Linked DNA regions of Triticum aestivum: region 2 is linked to region 1. Evidence: chromatin contacts called from public Hi-C data. All regions are on one chromosome and are shown on one strand. Each heading gives the region's core, a stretch centred on a gene start, on an enhancer-like site or on the middle of the called end of the contact. The rest is flanking DNA. Distances are from core to core; before and after follow the strand shown. Region 1 holds the start of LOC123070785 (probable WRKY transcription factor 65). Region 2 holds the start of LOC123070786 (cellulose synthase A catalytic subunit 4 [UDP-forming]).

The links. Hi-C and Micro-C count contacts between places; a contact is called where the count stands out from the background.
Region 2: a contact with region 1 is called in a Hi-C map of leaf, with 6 times the contacts expected there. The contact joins the promoter of LOC123070786 here to the promoter of LOC123070785 in region 1. A contact is called at or near these places in 3 of 5 Hi-C or Micro-C datasets (all in leaf).

Annotation. Positions count from the first base shown.
Region 1 is chr3B:540,497,795-540,502,441 of IWGSC CS RefSeq v2.1, forward strand. It overlaps LOC123070785 (probable WRKY transcription factor 65), which reads right to left and starts at 2,793. Exons shown (of 3, transcript XM_044494122.1): 1 at 2,260-2,793; 2 at 2,004-2,153; 3 at 1,169-1,884. The coding sequence starts at 2,405. The coding sequence ends at 1,314.
Region 2 is chr3B:540,861,073-540,865,719 of IWGSC CS RefSeq v2.1, forward strand. It overlaps LOC123070786 (cellulose synthase A catalytic subunit 4 [UDP-forming]), which reads left to right and starts at 2,266. Exons shown (of 13, transcript XM_044494123.1): 1 at 2,266-2,569; 2 at 2,643-2,755; 3 at 2,875-2,926; 4 at 3,018-3,165; 5 at 3,832-4,098; 6 at 4,185-4,527; 7 at 4,620-4,647. The coding sequence starts at 2,404.

The DNA of each region.
Region 1 (4,647 bases), core at 1,543-4,042:
TTCTACGATTGCTAGCTGTTATGCCTTCGCGCACTTTTCATCGTTTGTCCCTCTCTCTATCTCTTAGCATCCAAGTAAAATCAATAGTACCGTTACAACTTTTTTTTTTTGGCCAAGACATCATAATCCAGGGACGCTGACACAGAATCATTCAACAGCTAATCCCAATGCATAGTGCTGTATAAGTACTTAACCGAAATTAATGCCGTGGAACGTGGATCAATAGGCATGTGATGGAGAGTTAATTCGTGCAAGCTCTCCCTTTAACAAAACACGGGTGGGAGAATCTCTGCTGCGATGACGCTGTGATGCAGAGCAGTTCATCATAGATATAATACCTGTGGGTGTGCTTCCTAACTCGTAGGATAAGATAGTTAAGCGTCCTTTGGAGTGCTAGGCAAGAGCACCACGAATCTACCTATTCACCATCCATCGGTTCCCAACTCCTGGAGCACCGGCTCGAATACAACGCCAAGGATTCGCACGTACTCCCTCGTGTATTATGAGACAGAGGGAGTAGTACTCATTCGCAGAAGCTAGCTGGCTCGATCTTTTCATGCCAGGCCCAACCCAACCCAATAATTTGTTTGTCTGGTTGTAGGTAGATTCCCCTCCCAAAAATATCACGACCGGGCAGGCGGCTGACCGCGACAGGGCACGAATACGGTTCAGAGATAGAGCCCGAATTCAAGACATCGCACTCAAAGCCGGCGTACGCGACCCGGCCCGGCACGCAAATTTCCCGCGGATCGGTGGAGCCGTCCGTCCGCGCCGTGGCATTTGCTCCGCCGGCCCGCGCCACGCACCAAATTACCAAGCCGGCCGTGGCCGGCAAGGATGGTGGCTCGGCAGGGCACGCGGATCCGCGTGGCGAGGCCGGCATGTGGCGGCCTCGTGCGCTTCCCCCCAACCACCACCATCCCGCGCCACTTGCCCAGTTCGCCGCCACTTGCCGCTAGCCTCTGCGCCGGGCGAGGAGTATGTGTATATCTGCGCTACGCGTCACGGGTGACGAGAAAAACGCCTGAAAATGCAACCTTTCGCTGCTTTTCGCTGGAATCGGATGTGTATCGTGACCGGAACTGCTCCCGGAGCGGCGCGGGCAGCACAGCACAAGCACGGGCACGGCCTTGGATATGGCGATCGCGACGGAACCGAGACAGTAAAATAAGCGGAAAGCCACTCTTGAACAGCGAAATCCCTTTGATCTGATCCACGCTATGTACTACACCTCCAAATTACTCCGGGTAAAACTACAGCCGGAGGAAAAAAAAGAAAGGGGGAAAACGGGATCGGAACGGGAGGCGCGGTGGTCAGGAGCAGGGCGCGGTGGCCGCCAGGGCCAGCTCGCGCCGGCGGCCGAACACGATGGCGCACTCCGGGAGCTCGCCGAGCCCAGCGAACAGCGCGTCCTCCCCCTGCAGCTCGCGCTCCCAGTCCTCCGGCGGCGGCGCCACGTCGAACGCCGGCACGTATAGCGCCGTCCGGTGCCACGTCGGGTACTGGTCGAACCACCCGAAGTCGAAGCTCTCCTCCTCCTCTTCGGCCGCCGCGGTCACCGTCGTGATCGCCGCGGGGTCGGCCAGACCGATGACAGGCTTCTGCTCATGCTCCTCTTCCTGATCTTGCTCCGGCGCTTCAGGCCCGTGCTCCGGCGCTTCAGGTCCGTGCTCGGGCTGGCACTCCACCGGCGTGCCAGGCTCGGGCTTGGGGTCCACCAGCCGCGGAGAGGACTTGTTGGGTTGGCAGCCGCTCTTGGGCGCCGGCCACGGGTGGTTGTGATCGTAGGAGTAGGTGACGAGCAGCACGGTGGGGTCGGCGCGGCTGCGCTCCACCTGCTTCCTCGCCGGGCACCCCTTGGAGCTGCTGCAGCGGTAGTACCCCCTGAACACGCGACAGTAATTCACACAAATCAGACGAGCCTACTTACTTGGTAACTGATGATTTAATTGCCGCAAATTACCAGCCTGTCCTGCAAAGCTGTATCTACGCGTAGTACTTACCGTGGGTAGGGGGATCCCTTGATGGGCTTCTGGCCGTACTTGCGCCACGCCCACGAGTCCGGCGGCGGCGGGCCCTCGCCGTTGGTCTTGGCCCGCTCGCCGCACTCGGAAATCGGCACCGACACCACCCTCTTCTCCACAGATCTCCGGCTGCAAGCAATCGCCAAACAAACATACTCATTCAATCCTCCGCCGCCTAATCAAGATTCGAGATTCGACTGGTTCCATGGATGGATGGAGATGTGTATGTATGTACCTGCGCTTGGGCGGCGGCAGCGGCGACGACGGCGAGGGGTGGTCGCGCTTGCTCTGGCCTCCGCCGGGCGACTCGGCGTCGGCGGGCGGCTGCTCGTCGACGGAGTCGGCCCGCGGCGAGTCCGTGCCCGTGCTGCAGTCCGACATCGGCGGCGCCTAGCCTAGGTATCCACGCCCGGCCCCGGCGAATCGGACACGGACGGAGCTATCTGGGTTGGGCTAACAGAAGTCCCGGCCCGGCGGCTGGCTGCTCCGGATAAAAAGCTCAAAGCGAAACCAACCCCGGCTTTCCGAAAGCGTATATATCTGTGGGCTTTGATGATGATCACCGGCTGCCACAACGAAGTGTACTGTCAGGAAGGAAGAGGGGTGGAGGCGAGTAGTAGTAGTACAGGACCGGGTCGAGTGATGGATGGGGGGATGGTGGAAACGGTGGCGAGCAAATGGGGACGGATGGGTGCAGCTTTCAATGATCCGCCCCCCTGCTACGTGCGCGTTTGTTGTATATGTGCGTGCGTATGCGCTGGTGGACGGACGCTTTTGTTTATGCGCACGATGTTGCCATCCACCGGGTGCGCGTACTACTACTGTATGGAATGGATGTGTTGTGTGTGCGCGCAGCGTTTTCGCCTGTTTTGTTTAGCGTTTCGTGCAGTCCCGCGTCCGGGTTCTGGATTGGATCGCTCTCCTCTCCCTCCCTCGCTGTTGCGTATAGGAGGAGGGCCGGAGCGAGGAGGGCGACGTCTTGGGGCAGGGCGGACGATTAGATTAGGCGGAGGCTGCGATGGCGACCCCCTCGCTAACCGATCTGGCCAATCATGTCCGCGCCCTTGCCTCCCGCCATGTACACACATGGCACATCTTTTGTTTTGTGCATGTGCGGAGCCGGAGCGAGAGATGATGAGATGTGCCTGCCTGATCCAGCGAGCCGCCCGTGATCATGTATGTAGCAGGTGTCGGGTTCGCTAAATTCGGTACCGATCCAACTGGAGCATCAGATTCTAGTTCGACGGCCAGGATACGTCGATGCTCACCACCACTCTGTACATGTCTCTCAGTTTTTGACCCGTAGCGCAAGCAGAGGGTTCTGAGTACTGCTTGCTACATCGACCATACTTCATGCGCCGTGCAGATGCTCTAGTGAACGCACTGTTTTCGTGTCGAATCATTACGAACCCTGTAGAACTGGCTACTTTTGCAAGTACTAGTACGTCTGCAAGCGTACGCGCGGAAACCGATTACTGTCGTACGTATGCAGGTACGTAGTTGGTCGAAGGTGAATGGCGAGATCTATCCATGATCCATCAGATCAAATGGTGCCAAGGTTCATCCATCAATTAATGATCCATGTGACTCACTGGGAAACTGCACCGCGGCTACTTGTTAATTCCATCTTACACTGTCAGTACTCCACGGTATCTTTACACGGACTCTGTCTGACAGAAAAAAGCTTGTTAATTTTGGCGTGGGTATTGTAATGCTGCTTTGGCAGTATATATAGCTAACTAATGCAGTACAGTACAGTACAGCTTACCAAAAGAAAAATCAGAGTACAACACAGGATTGATGCAAGATAATACTACTGGGAAGTGGTCCCGGTGTTCGCTGGAGCTTGGCTTCCCATGCCAGCGAAATGCGTTCCCACGTGCACTTTTTTCTCTCGGCGCCACTAATATGTGATTTTGACGTGCTCCAACTCAAGTGTGTTCCCTCTCGTCCATATGATGGCATCTAGAAGCCTTATTTTGCCGGTCTCTTCTCATTTTCAGGCTTCCCGGTCCTGACCCCGACCATATAATACTCTTTTCGTGCCTTTAACCGAAGTGTGCCCTTTTATTGTTTCATCCACGATAGTTCTTTTTCTTGATTCCTACTCCTAATTTGCTCGATGAAGCCTTTTCTTTTTCAGGTGAAAAAATCACTCCCTGCCATCCAAAAAAGCAGCCATGACACTTTTTTTTATCAGAGAGAGTATTACACTTCCGATTAAGCAAACACATTTTTTAAAATAGTAAGAATAAAATAAAATAAGTGGAGCTTTTTTGCGACAAGCATAGTCTAATACTCATGTTTTTAGTTTTGGGACAAAATGAGCTATATCATATTCTGAGCGAAAAAAATAAAAGTGCAGCTACAAAAACCGCGAACAGTAGTGTTTGTATAGTGTTGATTATGTTGTATTTTGCTCAAAATACGTTGTAAATCATTTTTCCCAAAACTTGTAACGTGAGTATTATCTAGATCATCTTTCTTGCCACAAAGCTTCAAAACTATTTGATTATTTTTCTTAAAAGAATATCAATTCAGGTGTGGATAGACCTGAGTTCCACAGTGTATTTTTGGTAATAATGCCCTTCAATTTGCCAGCTTTTGTTCTAATGCACTTGGA
Region 2 (4,647 bases), core at 1,016-3,515, 360 kb after region 1:
TCGACGGATCTGGAGATGAAGGACTCGGATTTGCTTCTCGCCATGCCGGAGACGACCTAAGATCGCCTGACGGAATCTTGGGTCCGGAGGGGAGTGGAGTGAAGTGGCTAGGGATTTGGTCCGGCGAGCGGATGGGGAGTAATATGAATATATGTGGGGTCGGGTGGGCCATCATGGGCCGGGTACGACATGGCGGACACGCCCGACCGTCCCATATCTACCATATTTGGGCTGGATATGAGGGGTGGCAGTCAGCCCGGGTGTTTGATGCCCGTCTGGTCGAAATTTCATGGCTGGCCAGTGACCGGGCGACCCGCCCGGGCGTATGAGGCGGGTTTGGGGCGCCCGGCTATATATGCTCTGAATTTGAAGTTCAAACACATTACCATGTATGAGATATGAAAAATATATTCAGCAATGAATAGTGGGATTTACTATCCGACACTATTCAATGTTGACATTGTTTTTTATTTCGTACCTTGTAAATGGTAATGAATTTGAACTTGGGAATTTCACATGCTAATAGAACATCACTCTTAACATCCCCTATTTTTTAAAAGATTTTTCTGAAACTTCAAAACGTCATTTCAACGTGGTTTTCACTAGTTCCACTAAAAGTTAGTTTTTCATGTGATATTCTCTCTATGATATTAGAGAGAATATCACATGGAAACGAAGTTTCAAAGAAAACTTCGTGGAAACCACGTTTAAAAGTTTTGAAAAAATCTAAAAAAAAGAAATGTCAAGATGGTGATGTTCTATTGCTATACTAAATTTCAAGTTCAAACACATTACCATGTATGAGATATGAAAAAAAAATTCAACAATGAGTAGTGACATTTACTATTTGGCATTATTCATTATTGATTTTGTTTTTTGTACCTTGTAAATGGTAATGTATTTGAACTTGAGAATTTCACATTCTAAACATCATTCTTACATCCCGTATTTTTTAAAAGATTTTGTTGAAGCTTCAAAACATCATTTCCGTGTGGTTTTCAACGATTTCCACGAAAACTTGGTTTTCATGTGATATTTTGTCCTAGCCTTCTTTCCCCATTGTACTCCACATATGTCTGCAACTCCTCCATTTGTGGTATGTTCTGAGATCTTCATTCAATCCTTATCATTATAAAGAAATAGCAACCAATTCACCAATTATTTGTGAGGCAAATCTAATGTTTAACACCTCCCTTGGGTTCATGATTTGAACGAAAACACCTGCATCACAGGGCATGTGTAACTCTTGTGATGTAAAATTGAACAAGTTAACCGCAAATCAATCAGTTTTACACCAACATCAACCCAAGCCCCAACGTTTCTCTACTACAACCCTACATCTAATTGCACATAGACAAAAATAGAACAGGCAAATGAGCACAAGTGAAGGACATGGCGTACCTCCTTCTTTACTACAGACATGATCGTCATTGGTAACCGTGATTGTCCGCTGGTCGCCGTTGCCGTTGTGCAAGAGAGTAGGAAGATGATGCATCGTCGGCGGACAGAAGGGAGAGGAGGGGCGAAGTGTGTGAAGTGGAGGGGCGCGACCTAGTCCGCTGGCTCAACCCGATAGAGTGTTGATTTCATGGGGCCTTGTGGGACCCACCACCCATGGTTGGTTCACTCAGACATTCCGGCCTCCTCCCTTGCCAGGTTCGCTATTTGAAAATTCTCTGAAGGTTGCTTTAGACCGAGATCAGAGAGTACGAGTGCTGATTTCACGGACTAAAATTTGAGGGTTCAATTTCGACGACATAGCTTTATTTCAGACTTCACTCTCAGCTCAGTGTACCAGGACATAAACTGCACATCTGGCAACTTGCTCCAATTTCGTCCTCCGCGGAGCACGACTCCCCCACCCTCCTCGCCCTTCGCCGTCGCGTCGGTCGCGAGTTAGAAAACGTGCTGTCAAAAGCGACGCCGCAACGCGAGCGATACCTTCTTGCTCTCACCTCGCGACGGGCCCCGCACCGACGACACCAAGCACCACCAACCTGCCCCCGACCTCCGACCCTCCCGCCTTGCAGGTTACGCCCCGCCCCATCGCCCGTCACCTTCGCTTCCAAACCCCGCAAAATCCCTCCCTCCCGCGAAAAACACCTGCCGCAGGCCGCCCCGCCTCTGCGCCCCTCCCCTGCCCGCTCAGGCGCCCAACCCTTTGCTTCCATTCTTTCCATCCACCCGCCGATGCGATGCCGACGCCCCAACCCCACCCACCGCCTGCCAGCGCCACGCCACCGCGCGGCCGTGGCTATATCACCACGCATCCAACCTCCGGCACGCTGAGCCTATCCCTCTCTCTCCCACTCCACTCCCCACCCTTCCGGCCACTGCCGCTCCGCCCGCACGCCGGCGAGGAGGGGTGAGTAGTAGCGCGCGCCCCGACGAGGAGGAGCCACGATGGAGCCGGGGGCCCATCCTCCCTGCGCGGCCTGCGGGGACGACGCGCACGCCGCCTGCCGCGCCTGCAGCTACACGCTCTGCAAGGCTTGCCTCGACGAGGACGTCGCCGAGGGCCGCGCCGCCTGCGCGCGCTGCGGCGGAGAGTACGCCGTCTCCGACCCAGGTCCGTTTTCCTTGACAGAAGCTTAGGAGTCCAGCGAGGGGCTTTGCGCTGACGAGTTTGCTCTCTGTTCCAGCGAATGGCAAGGGGAGCGCCGTGGAGGAGGAGGAAGCGGCGGTGGAGGACCAGCTCGTCGCCGAGGGTCTGCGTGGGCGGGTCACAATGGCGAACCAACTCAGCGATCGCCAGGTGAAGTCATTTATTCGTGCAACTGTTCGGTTTTGTGTAGATCAGCTGAACACACACCCCTCAAGGAAGGGGAATTTCCTACAGTTCTGACAATGTTGGATGTGATTTTGGTGCAACAGGATGTAGTAAGTCATGCCAGGACCCTTAGCAGCATGTCTGGAATTGGGAGTGGTAGGCATACTTCTCTACTTTGCTTGGGCTTTTTACCTTACCCTGATGTCGCTTAAGTACTGAAATTTTTTCACTCACTCTGGATGTGAAGAGTTGAATGATGAATCCGGGAAGCCCATCTGGAAGAACAGGGTTGATAGTTGGAAGGAGAAGAAGAATGAGAAGAAAGCCTCAGCAAAAAAGGCTGCAGCTAAAGCACAAGTTCCGCCTGTGGAAGAACAGATCATGGAAGAAAAGGAGTATGAATTACGCATCCATTTATACATCCTTAAAATGATTACTCTAGAGCTTCTACTTGTATATATGTATCCATGTCTCGTAACAAATGAAAATCTGTAAATCTCTGGTTCACCATTTTTATAGGTATTATCATATATAGTTAGCTGATTCACACCAAAGGTTTTTTTTAGACGAGCTAGATGCCAGTTATATTTGAAATTGACCTTAAGGTCTCGTGTGATTGCTATCTTACCAGATCCATATACAAACTTCTATATTTCCCTTGTACTGGGGAAAATAGCTTAAACTAATCTGGAGATGTGATATTGTATTCACACTTCATATCTCATTAACATGCTTCATTTACACCTTAGTCACACAATTTGTTGCTTAACTTGGCCTATAACCATTAACCACACCTTGTTTATACATCTTAACATCAGGATCTTCCTAAGTTGTTAATTTAATATGTTTTCTGCTATTATACTCTCCCCTGGCTTAGTTCAAGACCTTTTTGAGCTTCACCTCTGCTACATTATAAAATGACATGGTGTTTTGTTGAAATGCATAGTGTCACCTTCCCTCATTAGCTTAGGATTTTGGGTGAGTTGGTTGGTTCATATAATTCAAGCGTTTTAATTTTAATATGCTGACAATTTATTGTTACACACCAAACGATTTTGCAGTTTGACAGATGCGTATGAGCCACTTTCCCGGATCATCCCTATATCGAAGAACAAGCTCACACCTTACAGGGCAGTCATCATTATGCGGCTAGTTGTTCTCGGGCTCTTCTTCCACTACCGTATCACCAACCCTGTCGACAGTGCCTTTGGTCTCTGGCTGACTTCAGTCATATGTGAGATCTGGTTCGGTTTCTCCTGGATCTTGGATCAATTTCCCAAGTGGTGTCCTGTCAACCGAGAGACTTACGTCGATAGGCTGATTGCACGGTATGCTCGGTAGTAGTACCACTAAAACTGTTTATATATCAGTAAGCATTGTTTGTACTGAGTTGCATAATCCATGCATGTTACAGATATGGAGATGGAGAAGATTCTGGGTTAGCACCTGTGGATTTCTTTGTCAGTACAGTGGATCCACTGAAAGAGCCTCCACTAATCACTGCGAACACTGTGCTGTCCATTCTCGCGGTGGACTATCCTGTTGAGAAAATTTCGTGCTACGTCTCTGACGACGGAGCTGCCATGCTCACGTTTGAATCACTTGCTGAAACTGCGGAATTTGCAAGGAGATGGGTTCCATTTTGCAAGAAGTTCTCCATTGAGCCACGAACCCCTGAGTTCTACTTCTCACAGAAGATTGACTACTTGAAGGATAAAATACACCCGTCTTTCGTCAAGGAGCGTAGGGCTATGAAGGTATATTTCTATTGGACAGTTTGACAATGTCCTTTATTTTGGCAGTTTCGTTTTGCTGTTAGTCATGTAAATAAGCATTGTGTTTCGTGCAGAGAGATTATGAAGAGTTCAAGGTGAGGA